Linked DNA regions of Triticum aestivum: region 1 is linked to region 2. The links are chromatin contacts, called in public Hi-C maps. All regions are on one chromosome and are shown on one strand. The core of a region is the stretch at or near the end of the contact, and the rest is flanking DNA. Distances in the headings are between cores, read along the strand shown.

Evidence for each region. Hi-C and Micro-C count contacts between places; a contact is called where the count stands out from the background.
Region 1: a Hi-C map of leaf shows a contact between it and region 2, with 6 times the contacts expected there. The contact joins the enhancer-like site here to the promoter of LOC123116489 in region 2. A contact is called at or near these places in 3 of 5 Hi-C or Micro-C datasets (leaf and an unstated tissue).

What each region holds. Positions count from the first base shown.
Region 1 is chr5B:471,853,099-471,859,706 of IWGSC CS RefSeq v2.1, reverse strand. No RefSeq gene overlaps it. Among protein-coding and RNA genes, the nearest start is that of LOC123112549, 9.8 kb to the left of the region's middle. Within about 2 kb of position 4,391, at least 3 of the 8 cell types and tissues checked have an H3K27ac peak or open chromatin away from gene starts, as enhancers often do. A contact at or near this core is called in leaf, where this site is marked.
Region 2 is chr5B:471,626,100-471,632,889 of IWGSC CS RefSeq v2.1, reverse strand. LOC123116489 reads right to left here and starts at 4,486. Exons shown (of 1, transcript XM_044537441.1): 1 at 3,043-4,486. The coding sequence starts at 4,476. The coding sequence ends at 3,352.

The sequences.
Region 1 (6,608 bases), core at 3,142-5,641, 230 kb before region 2:
CTCAATGGTCTTGCAAGTTGGTTCAATGAGCCACCCATATTTTCTCTGAAATGGAAAAGCCTTGCCTAATAAGTTTTATACCTTAGGTATCCGAAAAGTCCTCTAAGATTTCAAGAAACCCTTTAACATGAGCCTTTATTGTTTTTGAGCAGATCCTCGAAGTCGAGTATCTCGACTTGTGCGCCAAAATTTCAGTACAACCAGTATTTCCAAACATACGATTCCACATATGTTAGTCTACTTCTTCTTTTTTGCGGGAATGTTGGTATACTTCTCATGCAATATTTATTGCAAAAAGTGTTAATTCCACATTTACGATTGCGGGTATATTATAAGTTCATGATTAGAACTATATGTACTCCCCCCCCCCCCCCGCCGCCGCTCCTGCGAGCGACGCGGGGGAAACCGCTGGCAAGGGCCTCCCTCCCTCCTCCTCCCCTCGCCGCAGCTGGCAAGGGCCAGCGGGCGAAGCCCGGCTGGCCTAGGCAGCGGCGGGGCCTCGTTTCCCTCCTCTCGCCTTCCCTCGGCTGGTGCGGGACGGCCCGGACCCACGGAGGCGCTGCGCTAGCGCAGGGTGCAGCGGTGCGGCGGCAGGGGCTCTGAGGGGCGGCGCGCGTGATTGGCGGCGTCACGCGCTGGGTTTCCTCTTGCGGCATGGCGGATACGGTCTCTGGTGGTGCCGCATTCGTCGGATACGGCCAGATCTGGCGCCGGCGGCCCGGCATGTGGCGGGGGCTGCGTGCGGCCTGGACCACGGGCGACCTCCCCTGCCGTGGCCGGCGGCTGGCGGGCAGGTGGCGGGGCGGCGGGGCCTCCAGTTTGGGTGGCGCTGGTGCGGCAGCGGCGGCCTCCTTCGGCGAGGACGCCCCTCCCTGGCGAGGGGGGCGGGGGGGTGTGGTGTTGATGGTTCCGGGCGCTGGACTTGGCCGTGTGGGCGGCGAGCCGGCGATGAGCTCGGATTTCAGTTTGAAGAAGGTGAACTTCGCGTTCTATGTCCGCCCACGCCAAAGTCGGTTGCCGGCAACCTCGTGTGGCTGGTTTGGTGGTTGGTCGGAGTGGGCTATGGATGGGGGAAACCCTTGGCGAGCTGCGGCAGCTACGATTGCGACAGCGCTCTGTCGCCGTTCTACTTCTTGGGGTCAGCATCGAGTCCTAGCCCATGCTCCTCCTCTCCTTGTCCCGGGTGAAAACCCAAATCCCCTTGGATTGGGCGGCGACGACGTCTTGGCGTCGCTTTCTTCTTGAAGACGCTGCCTTTGGGACGGGTGTGTGGTGGTCGCGGCTTTGGCTTGGTCGGTTGCCGGTTGCCGGTCTTCAGTTGGTCCTGCTCGACAATGTTCGATGTTCTTCGTGGCGTGGCCCGAGGCGGTGGCGTTGATCGGAGTAGCTTTGCTGGTGTGGCAGCGTGTTGCCATCCTCTCCTAGTCCATCCGGAATCAAGCGTGCTCTCGGATGGCCGGCAACGGTATGGGAGTTGACGGTTGTGCGCTTCCTCCGGCGACGGGCCGCTCCATTAGCGTGAGCGTATCATGGGCATGTCCTGAAGTTGCCGGGGTCCTCGATGTCCTAGCTTCTAGGGTTGTCAGGACTGTTGTTGTCCGGTTGCATCTTGTATCCTCTGTTGCCTTCTTTTTTCTTCTTCTTTCTTTTTGTGGTATCGGTGGTTGTATGCTCGGCTGTTGCTTTATAATATAAAGCGGGGGGAAACCCTTTTTCTTAACTATATGTACTTCAGTAGCCAAATGGTTGCAACTAACACAAATCAGTTTAAGAGAGAGGAGTGATAGTATTAGTACCAGATAATATGTTGTCAATTTTATGTTAGTTTATCACTAAGGAGTAAATACAGGAGAGAAATGGATCTAGCCTAAGTATGTGACAATGATGACGTACCATATTCAACCGTGGTAGGCCCACTATGGGCAGGGCACTTGCCGGATGAAGACATGATTTGTGATGAAATATGACTGTGCTGAGGAGAAGCTGCGGCAAAACCAATATCCTAGGAATGATCCTCAAACTTAAACGAGTGTGGAGTGCCCTTAACAACAAATGATGCAAAGATGGAGCGAGCTGGTAGGAGAAGGTAGAATTGTGTGTGCCCAATCTGAATGGCATTCTGGGACTTTAGTTTCATCGGACCATCACTTGGCAATGAAGGACCCTCTAAACATAGCATCCACGTTGGCCCAGAACCTCAAGGGCAAATGAGTGATGTTGAAAATCATAGAAGATAAAAGAAAACGACAACTGAGCCCCCGCGTCGCTCTACACGAGCGACACGGGCGACGACCCAGGCTCCCTCCGGCAGCCGGCCCCTCCGTCTTCTCCCTCCTCGCCGCCGCCGGGACGCGTCGCCGGGCAAAGCCCGTGTGGCAGAGGCGGCGGCGGGGCTTCTTCTCCAGGGTGCGGACGGCCCGTGGCTGGATCGTGCGGCACCGGCGCGTGGTCGTCGCGAGCTCTACGCCAGCGGGCTGGAGCTTCTCCCCTCCGGCGGGAGCGGCGGATCCGGGGCCCTCACACCCGGATCTGGTGGTGTGCGGGCGGAGCGCGCAGGTAGGCCGCTGCGACATATCTGGTCCCTGCAGGTGCTCGGCGTGCATGATGCTCGCCGGTGCCCCTGATGTTTGGCTGTGGCTCGGAACCGTGGTGGTTTCTGGCCTCGGGCAACGCTCATCTGTTCCTTCCCGGCATGGGTGCTCGGCATGGAATGGTGGCTCGCTGCGTCCGGCGGTCATGGGTCCGGTCGGCCGCTGATGGTTCTGGTGCCTGCTGATGGAGTTTGGTTGCTGATGGAGATGCAGCGAGGGAAGGTGGGCTGCCGGATTGGCTGTCGACCGGAGGATTACGAGGGCTGGGTGAAAACACGTCTCTGGCCATGGCCGGAGCCTGTGACGGTGGTGTATGTGGACGCCGTAACCTTCTTGAAGGCGTCGACAGGATGCTCTCTCTTCCTCTGCGAGGGACAACTCCGGGGGAAACCCCAGACCTAGAGGGTCGGTCGTTGGCGGCGTGTTGGCGTTGCTTCCCTCTCGAGGGCATCGATTTTGGAGTTCAATCCGGTCAGAGGGACCAGCTGGTGTGTTGGGAGGTTGGTGGTATGCGTTGGTGTGGCGCCGAGGCTTCTGTGGCAACGACGATTGGGCAAGTGAAGTCGGAGACATTGCAGTGGTAGTCGGCTCTTCTTCGGCGTGTTCCTGGGATTACCTCGGTTTGGTTGTTGTGGTGAAGTTGGAGCTGCGGCGGCGGGCCCCGGTGGCAACGATGACATGCAGCACGTGGTTCGTTCGGTGGTCTTTCACGACCCCAGTCTTGCATAGGGATCTTTGCTTCAGAGCCGGAGCTGCGTAGCCCTCGATGCGGGTGGTTGAGTTCTGGCATGGATCTTCATGTTTTCCTACTCAGCCTCTGCGGTGAGTGTTGGTTCGACGTTCGTCCACGGAGAAGTCGAAGTCGCTTGCTCGAGGATTAGAGATGGCGATGACGCCTGTTTGGGGAGAAGTGATGACGATGACGCTTGTGTGCTAGCTTGACAAGGCACTCTTTGTAAAGGTGTGCGTAGGATATCTTGGTGTGCCGCTCAGCGGTTTGTGACGGTTTTCGCCCGGTTTTCCATAGATTAACCGGGCAATTCTCTTATGCTTAATTAATGGATGAGGCTAATCTTTTGCCTCCGTTTCAAAAAAAATAATATCATAGAAGATGCATCCATGGCGGCCGAATACATCCTTGTCTCCGCCAACAACGTTGAGATCGAAGTCTACCTTTTCTTTCTTGGTACTGCGTCCCGCGGTGATTTCATAAGATTGCACGATGTAATTAAAGTCTTTGCCTTGAAGCTTTGCAAATTCTGCATCCAATAGATCACCATGAGCAAATCCCGTACATGCACTAGAGTGCAAGTCCTAGATTTGACATTGTTGTTCGTATTTTCCTGGATTTATTTCAGACTTTTTGGCGATGTGTGTTCAGTGAGAGTAGATGTTGTCATTGACTAACAAGGTGTCTGTGATGACTTCGGCAATCTCAAAATGATGTGCTAGCTTAGTCTATCAGAGGTACTCATATGAATAGGGTGTACGTGCATGCGTTCATATGGTTAACTGTATATGTGTATATATGAGCCGCTGGGTCTGTATCGTGTTAAAAAAGAGCCTCGAACCATCCTCCCATCCGCGTGCAATAGCCCAGGGAAACCAATTCCTAAGGGAAAGAAAAGGTCCAGCCTGTCGCAATCTGTCCACATGCAGAGATGCAGAGCTGTCGTCTTCAAGACTTCCCCATCGGTCCATCCACCGGTTCCACGAGGATGGATGGCAGCGGCCAATCTCTCCACGTCGCGCCCATAACAGTGCAATCACGGTTTTTGGACCATATGCCTTTCTTAAACAACACTGATTTGTAAAACAATGCTATCCAACGGATGCTTTTGTCTATCGCAGGGCCGGCCCTGAGGGGGGCAGAGGGGGCGGCCGCCCCGGGCCCCGGAGCTGGAAGGGGCCCCCGATGGATTGGTTTCCCTATATACGTGCCTGATATTGATTCTCACATAGGGTAAAAATGGAACTGATTGATTAATCGTCGGCTTGTCGCACGCCATGCAGTCTTCTCGTATACTAATTGGCAACGAATCAACCATGCCATGGATGACGGGGCTCGTCCATCCATCTAATTGTGATTTTTGGCTGTTGGGCGTGATTACTGGAAGGAGGTAGTGCGATTTCCAGATTTCCATCAATCCCCTCTTTAATGCAAATTTTCTCTTTCATTCGTTTCCTGAAGATCATCCGTGTACATGTCTCTTTCTCACATTCCAGTTTCGTGTATATTGACTGGGATTAGAAACGACAAACTCGGACTTTTGTTCGTCAATCGTATGCAGCAGCAAAATCTTGCGATTTCTATTTTTTTTCTAGCCATCCAGGTACCTTGTTTCATACCTTTCGTTATCACTTTTATGCAATTTGCAGTGCTCTTAATTTTTTGTATCATATGTTTGTGTGCTAACTAGCAATATTGCTAGTATCTAGAATGTGTCCATGTGATAATGAGAAGTATAATCATGCATGTGAGATGATTGAGTCCCACGCGAGGTATTGGCATTTTTTAGAATAGATACAAGTACTCTGCTGATTCCCTTCAAAAAAAGAGTATTTATACTACTAGAAATTATGAGTTAGCTTTAGTTGTCGAAGAACAACCTTGTGAAAATTATAGGAAGATACAAATTTGAGTAGGCACAAAAATGTTACTAAAAGTGTCGATTGACAATGTTTATGACTCTGGTTTTTCTGATACTAAAGAAAAGGCACCATAAATTGTTGTGGTACTGAGAATTTATTTGCAGCTAAAATAGAAGAAAAAAATGCACATGTTTATGTGGCTTTAGGGCCCCTCTATGTTGCCTTGCCCCGGGCCCCCGAAATCTCAGGGCCGGCCCTGGTCTATCGTGCAGCAATCGTGCAAAATGTTAGCGTATCTGTAGCACTGCTCTACATTTTCAGCCTCGACGGTGTTCCCTCCCTCTTTAGATCTCTATCTCCAATCTCCATACAAAACCCCCAGCCCACCGCAACGCCAACCACCTAGCTATCACCAAACCCTAGAGCTCAAATTGGTGGAGACAGAGCATTCAGATCGGCTGGGTGGTATGTGCCCCGACATATGAGGAAGGGTGGAGAAGATGGAGGAGGCAGTGAAGCTGCTCGTGGAGCACCTGGTGAAGCCCGTGCTACCGCAGGGCCTGGAGCAGCGCTACATGGTGCTCGAGAAGGAGAGCGCCGCTGCGCAGCAGGTGAGACGACCCCATTACATGCATATAGCTAGGCCCTTCCCGTAATTGTATATATCCGTGTCTGCTGTCTCTCTTTTTTTAGATGACAATGTGTTGCCGCTATCAGATATAAACTGTCAGTTTTATTAATTTTCACCCTAGAGCGTCAAGAGATACGTATATAGTCTTTGTGTCTATAGAGATATGTCTCTATAGTGTCCTTGTTTAGATTAGGTGATTATTAGTGTTACTGACCAGAGGTTTATGTCCTTAAATATACTGACAAAAACCAGGAGAAGGGCGTGGATCAGAGTGGTACCAGTATGCATGAAGAAATACTCGTAGGTAGCGTGTGGTCGTTGGTAGCGGGCATACATAGGAATCATCCTTGTGATACCTCACTAGTAGAAAAACACCTAATAGTCCCGGTTCGTAAGGGCCTTTAGTCCCGGTTCATGGACCGGGACTAATGGGTCGTTACTAATACCTCCACACATTAGTCCCGGTTCAAACACGAAGTGGGACCAATGTGCCTCCACGTGGCCCTGTGCGCCGAGCCCAGTCAGGGGGCCTTTCGTCCCGGTTGGTGGAACCAACTGGGACCAAAAGTCCATGTTTTTTTTGGAAAGTGGCTGCTTTAGGGGTTTTGGGGGTTATTTTTAGGTTGTTATATTAGCTAGCTAATAGAGAGAAGTGTTCTCTCTTATATCTTCGTCCTTGGTTTACCAACGTTGCTGCTATGTATGTTCATTTTACCCGCTGATATAATAACTCATGCATGCTCGCATACATCAGCATATATAATAACAAGTACTCGTCCTACTAATCATGCATC
Region 2 (6,790 bases), core at 3,237-5,736:
CGACCGAACTTCAGGACCAGCTCTCGGTATTTAACGCATTCCTTGAAGGCACACACTGCTTGGTGCTCAGATACATTTTCCACTGTGTGGTGCAAAGTGATCCGCCTCTGAATGAAATCCCTTAGAGTCTCACTCGTTTTCTGCACACAATGCTGCAACTCTGTCAACCCTGCTGGTCGCTTGCAAGTGCCCTCAAAAGTTCTGAAGAACACTCGAGCAAGCTCTTCCCAACTATATATACTACATGGGGCTAACTGAGTCAACCACGCTCTGGCTGACCCTTCCAACATCAGAGGAAGATGCTTCATTGCCACTTCATCATTCCCGCCACCAATCTGCATAGCCACTCGGTAATCCTCAAGCCAAGTTTCAGGCTTGGACTCTCCAGTGAACTTGCTGACTCCAGTCGCCAACCTGAAGTTGGGAGGAATCACTGCAGCCCTGATGGCTCTGCTGAAACACTCTGGACCCGAAACATGAACTCTGCTGCCAGTCGGACGATCTCTGCCAAGGTCTTCCCTATGCGCTCTGTTCCGGTCAACTAGACCTTGAATGAGGATAGATCTTGCATCAAAGCATGGATCTCTTGGGTCGACAGGTGCTCTGCGCTCGCCACTGTGAAGGCGTCTATCATCGTACTGTTGAGGCACATATGATGCACTCCTCGGAGGAGGTGTGGGCACTCGAAGATGATTGTCGCGATCGAGTCGGTGATCATACTGCCCACGGCCTTCACGCCGCAGGGGCGATCTTGGACTGTGGGCCGACTGAACAGTATCTGCTACCACGGATCTGCTATGAATCCTATTCCGTGACTGAGACATTGCTGTGTTCTGTTCACCTACTGCCCCTGCCAGCCTCCGACTGGGAAGGTTGAATTGACTCTGCTATTCAGGCCGCAGCTGTGAGATTTTGAATCGGAGTGCGGTATACCTTAGGTGGAGGTGGGAAAAGCTGTCGTCGACTGGACTCAGGGATCCGTTCCCGAGCACGCTCGTCGAGTGCGCGCTGGAGGTTCTCCAGTCGAGTGTGCTCAGCCAAATTAGCCAAGCGCACCTCTTCCAAGGCCCGAGCCTCGGGGGTTTCTCCAACGATGGGCGTGTGGAGTGCATCCATGTTGCGGCAACGAAGTTCTTCCCTCTGCTGCGAAGAGAGGGGTTCAGGATGGTACTCCTCGTGGACGCGCGACGGATCGCCGCCACCATCTCCGCCATCTTCACGGCGGAAACCAGGCGGACTACGTGGTCTGTCGACCATCAGGACTTCAGCCACAGGGTTGCTGCTATCGCACTCGGATGCGGTCTCGACGGAGCCAGTCGCCAGATCGAACATGCTGTGGAGAGTTTCGTCGGGCTCGATTGCCGCGACTTAATGGGTGGCCGAATGTCGAGCCACCGCGTGTTTCACCCACCGCTGAAGCCGCGACCGACCGGATCGCTTGCGGCGGCGAACAACAGGGAGAGAAGACATCATCAGAGCCGACCGATACTGGGTCGACGGCTGCCGGAGAAGGACGCCCCGTATGCACGCGCGAAAGTGCGTCGCCCCTCGGACAGGGAGCGCCTCGACGTCAAGGGGAGCTTCCTGAAGCGAAGCGGAATCATCGGCGATGAAAACGAGCGCGCCGAGACGGATCTCGCGGCCTTCAGCCAATCCACCGCCGGAAACCATGATGATGGGGATCGAAAAAATTGCAACTTCGCCAATAAGTCGCTAAGACACCTGCCCCAAGGTGGGCGCCAACTGTCGTGGTTCTAAGACTGATAGTAGAAAGGGGGTAGGTATGGAGAGGCAAGATCTCAGCTATGGTGAAGATGTACACACGGGATTTACGAGTTCAGGCCCTTCGCGGAGGAAGTAATAGCCCTACATCTCGGTGCCCGGAGGCGGTCGACTGGATTATATGTGTGTGATGTTACAGGGGGTGCGAACCCTTGTCCCAGAGGAGGGGGTGGCTTATATAGTGTGTCAGGACCCCAGTCATCCTCCATTACAAGGGGCTTAATGTACATAAATTAGGGGCGTTACTGATAACGCCAGTCATAAGTGCTATTAATGACCTTAAAGACTACGGAGTGAATGTCCGACAGTTGCAGTGATGAGTGACTCCTGGCCTTCAGTAGGTCGAGTGATTCCTCACATGGTCGAGTGACAACAGGTAGGAGGGGCACCCGAGTGATATGGTTGGTCGAGTGGATTGCACTCGACACCTTTGACTGGGGGTTCTTCGTTCCCTCTTGGACTTCTTATCTTCTAAGGTAGTGACTTTGGATAGGACGTATAATTCAGGCCTATGACCCTACCCCGGGTCTGTATCCTCATCAGCGCCCCCGACCAGGGCACGTTAGTTCGATCGAGACTCATGTACGTTGGTGCATGGCCCCCTTCACTTAACGTTATCTGTTCCTTTTTTTGTTAGAGAATTAGATCTAACTGGCTTGTTTAGCCGTCAGATCAACCAACACCATGTTCCTCCGGAGTGTATTCGCTCGGAGGTGGAGGTAACGATCGAGAGGACCATGAACTATGAATAAATTGGCAATGTTTTCCCCTTAAAAAATAAATAATAAAACCGCGTCCTGCAAATTTCGTGGGCCCCCTGTAAAAAAAATTGTGTGAGGCCTCTGCGCAAAACAAATCCTCTAAACCCGTCCCGCAAGGAGGCCTCGCGGTATCGCAAAAAAATCATAGGGCAAATATTGACAAGTGCTTGCATATAGATGCACAAATTTTTTATATACATAGTCTCACTAGTTCATCGTATCCAAAATCATGCATAACATACGAGGTAACAAGTTTAGCTAGTTGCCCATTAGCTAAACTAAGACATCTGTATACAACAGGAACATCTGTATACAGCTAGTTTCGCTATCGCAAAACGTGTGTAGATACATCCGTATCTAGACAAATCTAAGACAAGCTTTTTGGGACAGAGTGAGTATGTTGGAAGCATGCTCTGTTTCTAGTATTAATTCCAGACCGACCATAACACAGCTGCTAGTCCAACCAGAACAAGGCACTTAGTGTTGCCAGTAAAAAGAATGAACCAAACTTGCCAACGGACTGAATAATGACAGTTATATTAGTAGCAAGAGAAATAGAGATACAACAATGGTGCTATCTAGGAGTATAAATCAGCTCTTAACACTTCCATGCCAAAGGGTTAGTAATTGGGCTGTTGGAGTCCATGATTCAACAAGGATTCATGGGAGGAATAATCTGAAGTGACAAGACATACGTGTTGGTGTTGGTGTGGTGTTTAGATCATTCAAACATGGGAAGCTCTGTTGCTGCTCCAATACTGATTCGGTTACTTTCATATAATAAGATGGTCAGTGAAGATCTACCACCTTACTGGGCTTCACCCTTCAAGAAGGGTCTTCTGAGACAGAACCACGAATACGCCGTCCAGTGATTATTTCTGCCCGTGCCCTCCATCTGCTCTCCGGGATATGGAATTTGTTGAAAAACATTTGACCCCAAGTCTAACACAATAGCCCAATCTTGATGCTTGACTGTATCGTGCTCTACAAAGTAGAGACAATTTCTCCTGATCATAGTGAAGTCCTTTGCACAGAGGGCAAACGCGTCACCGCGGCCCAAGAAGAGCGAGTACTCGCCGAGATCCGTGACCTTGTCCCGCAGCTCCAGGCGCTCCGCTGCCCAATCCGGGCGGTAAACTTCGACAGCCTTTATGTTGGGCGCACGGTACATCACAACAAGCAGCAACTCGCCATTGAATGCGACCACATACCACGTCGGCCTGCCACCGCCAGGGAACTGTCGAAATCCATGGCGCTCTCGCAGAGCACTGTAAAGGTACGTGCTCCGGACAAGCTTGGGAGGGGAGCGGTCAAGATCATAGACGTGAAGGGTCCACCCGATGTCGGTGAAGTAGAATTTCCCCTGATGGAATGCTGCGCTATCGATTCTGCCGTTTGGCCGCTCGAGCTGCATAGTCCATGCGGCATCTCCAGGCCGCCAGAAGAAGAGCGTCTGGCCCATGCAAGTGCCAGTGCTGTAGAGCTTCTGGCTTGCGATCGCCATCCAGTCAGGCGAGGTGAGCGGGTCTCCTGAGAGGAAGACTTGGACAACGGCGGGCAAACAGGGCAGAAAGATCTCAGCTTCAGAGAGGGGCTCCCAGAGGACAAACCGCGTTGGGGATTGCAGGTTGTCCATGAGAGCAAGCCAGCCAAGGGGCGTGCCGCAGCAATATGGTAGGCCCGCCGGCGTGGGCGTGCCCAAGTAGATCCGTCGGCCGCCAAGCGGTAGCCAAAACGAGTGTTCGCCGACCGGGCCAACCAGGCTCCATGGTTCGCGGCCGGCGATGATCCATGGACGGCAGGCGGCCAGCCGGGAAGTGGATGCGCGCCAGTGGGAGCATACCTGATGGATGTGGATCCGGTCCGCGTCGCCTGGCAGGCGGCCGGAGATTTCCGCGAGTAGCTCCGCCGGGATGGAGGTCCAGCCGGCCATCTTTTGAGGGGTAGAGAGGGGATGCGTTGGACGGTCGTGTGTGGTCTCTTGGTCTTTTTATTAGGGCGCGCGTGGTACGTCACATCCGAGTCAGAAACGCTGCCGATGTTGCGTTTCGATCATACGCTGGCTGGGCTTATCGCCAGACTGGTTAGGCTCGGCTTCTCTGAGCTGGTCTTTTTTCTTTTCTTTTCTTTCGAGGGTTGTCTGATTGGCCTTTTGCGCCGGTTGAGGATCCGGGCCCCCACTGCAGCCCGTTAGTGGGCCGGCCCATGAACACGCAGGGCACTGTGAAAAATGTATTTATGGCGCAAAAAATTAGACCCGGCTAAGATCAACTATGCCCAACTGAAAGATTACAATGCGAAACGTTTAAGAACTAAAGTTTATCTGCGGGCAAACCATATTCGGCGCCTTTAGCGCCGGTTATAGGCGTTTTTGCAAAGTGGCGCATACCCCCACTCTCCGCGCTGGGCCGGCCCATCAGCTTTTTTCCCTTCTGTTTTTGCTGTGTCCCAGCGGGAACAAAAAATGCGGCTGAGCTGACAGTCGAACCGGCGACCTCTTGCGTCGAACTAGCCCGCACTAGCCATCCCGCCACTTGCATCTTTTCCTTCTATTCTTCTTTCCACTTTTATATTTTACCTTTTCTTCTTCCTTGTTCGATGATTTTTTTTCTTAAATATCGATAAGCTTCTTAGCAAATTCGATAATCCTTTTTCAAAATGGCTGAACTTTTTTCAAATTCGATGAGATTTTCAAGTTTGATGAACTTTTCTTCAATTTTGATGAACTTTTTCTAAACTCAATGAACTTTTTAAAAAATCGGCGAACTTTTTTCAAACTCGATGCACTTTTCTTGTGATGAACTTTCTTCAAACTCTGTGAACTTTTTCTAAACTCGATGAACTTTTTGAAAAATCAGTGAACTTTTTTCAAACCCGCTGCACCATGCATGTGCTCATCCGCAGCCCCGCGCACCCCCAAGATGCCAAGGTGAAGCCTGGTAATTCAGGGTGAAGCTCCGTCGCAAGCAGCAGCCATGGCTGCAGACCAAGTGAAGCCTGGTGCCTGTCTGCTTATAAAAAACCTCGCGCCGATACAACAACATGAAACTAACTACTACCAAGTGGCTAGTGCTATGAATCATAGCCTAGACCACCAGGGATCAATTCGTAGTTTTGCCCAATTTGTTTGTATCTCTGATTTTTTTTGCCATGCTGGTGTTGAGCAGTTTGTGGGTGGTAAAAAGAATAGTAGGTAATGAGGATCATTTTGGCCCCGAGAAAAAAACTATTGACAATTACTGTGGTAACAATTTTGATCCCAGAAAAAAGAGTTGTTGAAAACATATCCACCGTCATTTTTTTGTATAAATAGTGTGGTAATATACGTAGACACACACCTGATAACTTACACACAAATTTCATGGTAACTTTTGACTTGAGAAAAGAGTTGTTGAAAAGCATAACTCGCTAACTTATTTTTGCGGAGAATAACCTCGCTAACTTATGCGTATATCATGGTAGTTTTATGCCTCATAGACTTGATAAATTATGTACGGACATTGATAACTTTGGACGATTTTGACCCAGAAAAAAGAGTTGCTGAAAACATATCCGCCATCATTTTTTGGATAAATAGTGTGATAACGTACGTAACACACACCTGATAACTTACACACCAATCTGGTGGTAACACTGTCTCCGGGAAAGAGTTGCTGAAAAGCATAACCTCGCTAACTTTTTTTTGCAGGGAATAACCTCTCTAACTTAAGCTCATATCATAGTATTTTATGCTTCACAGACTTGATAAATTATGTACAAACATCGATAACTTTGACCCAATGAAGTGTTGTTAAAAACGTGCCTCCGATAATTTGTGTAAATAATATGGTAATATAAACACCACATACCCGATAACTTACATACAAACACCTTGGTAACTTTTTGATACGGGAAAAAAGTTATTGAAATACATGCCCTGGCTAACTTACGTGTAAATACTATGGTAATATATATCCCCCATACCCAATACCTTGCATACAAATACCCCGATAACTTTAACCAATGATGTGAATAATTGTTGAAAAATATAACCACTCGATAACATATGTGAAAATAACACGATAATTTATAAACCGTATACCCGATAAGTTACCTACAAAAATCACGGTAACTTCAATCAAGAAGGTAAAAAATTGTTGAAAAACATATCCCCTAATAACTTCTACAAAATATCTATCTGGCACACCACATCGTTTTGACAAAACTGCCGAATGACCTGGCTGCCCTTTGATCCCGATCGTTAGATC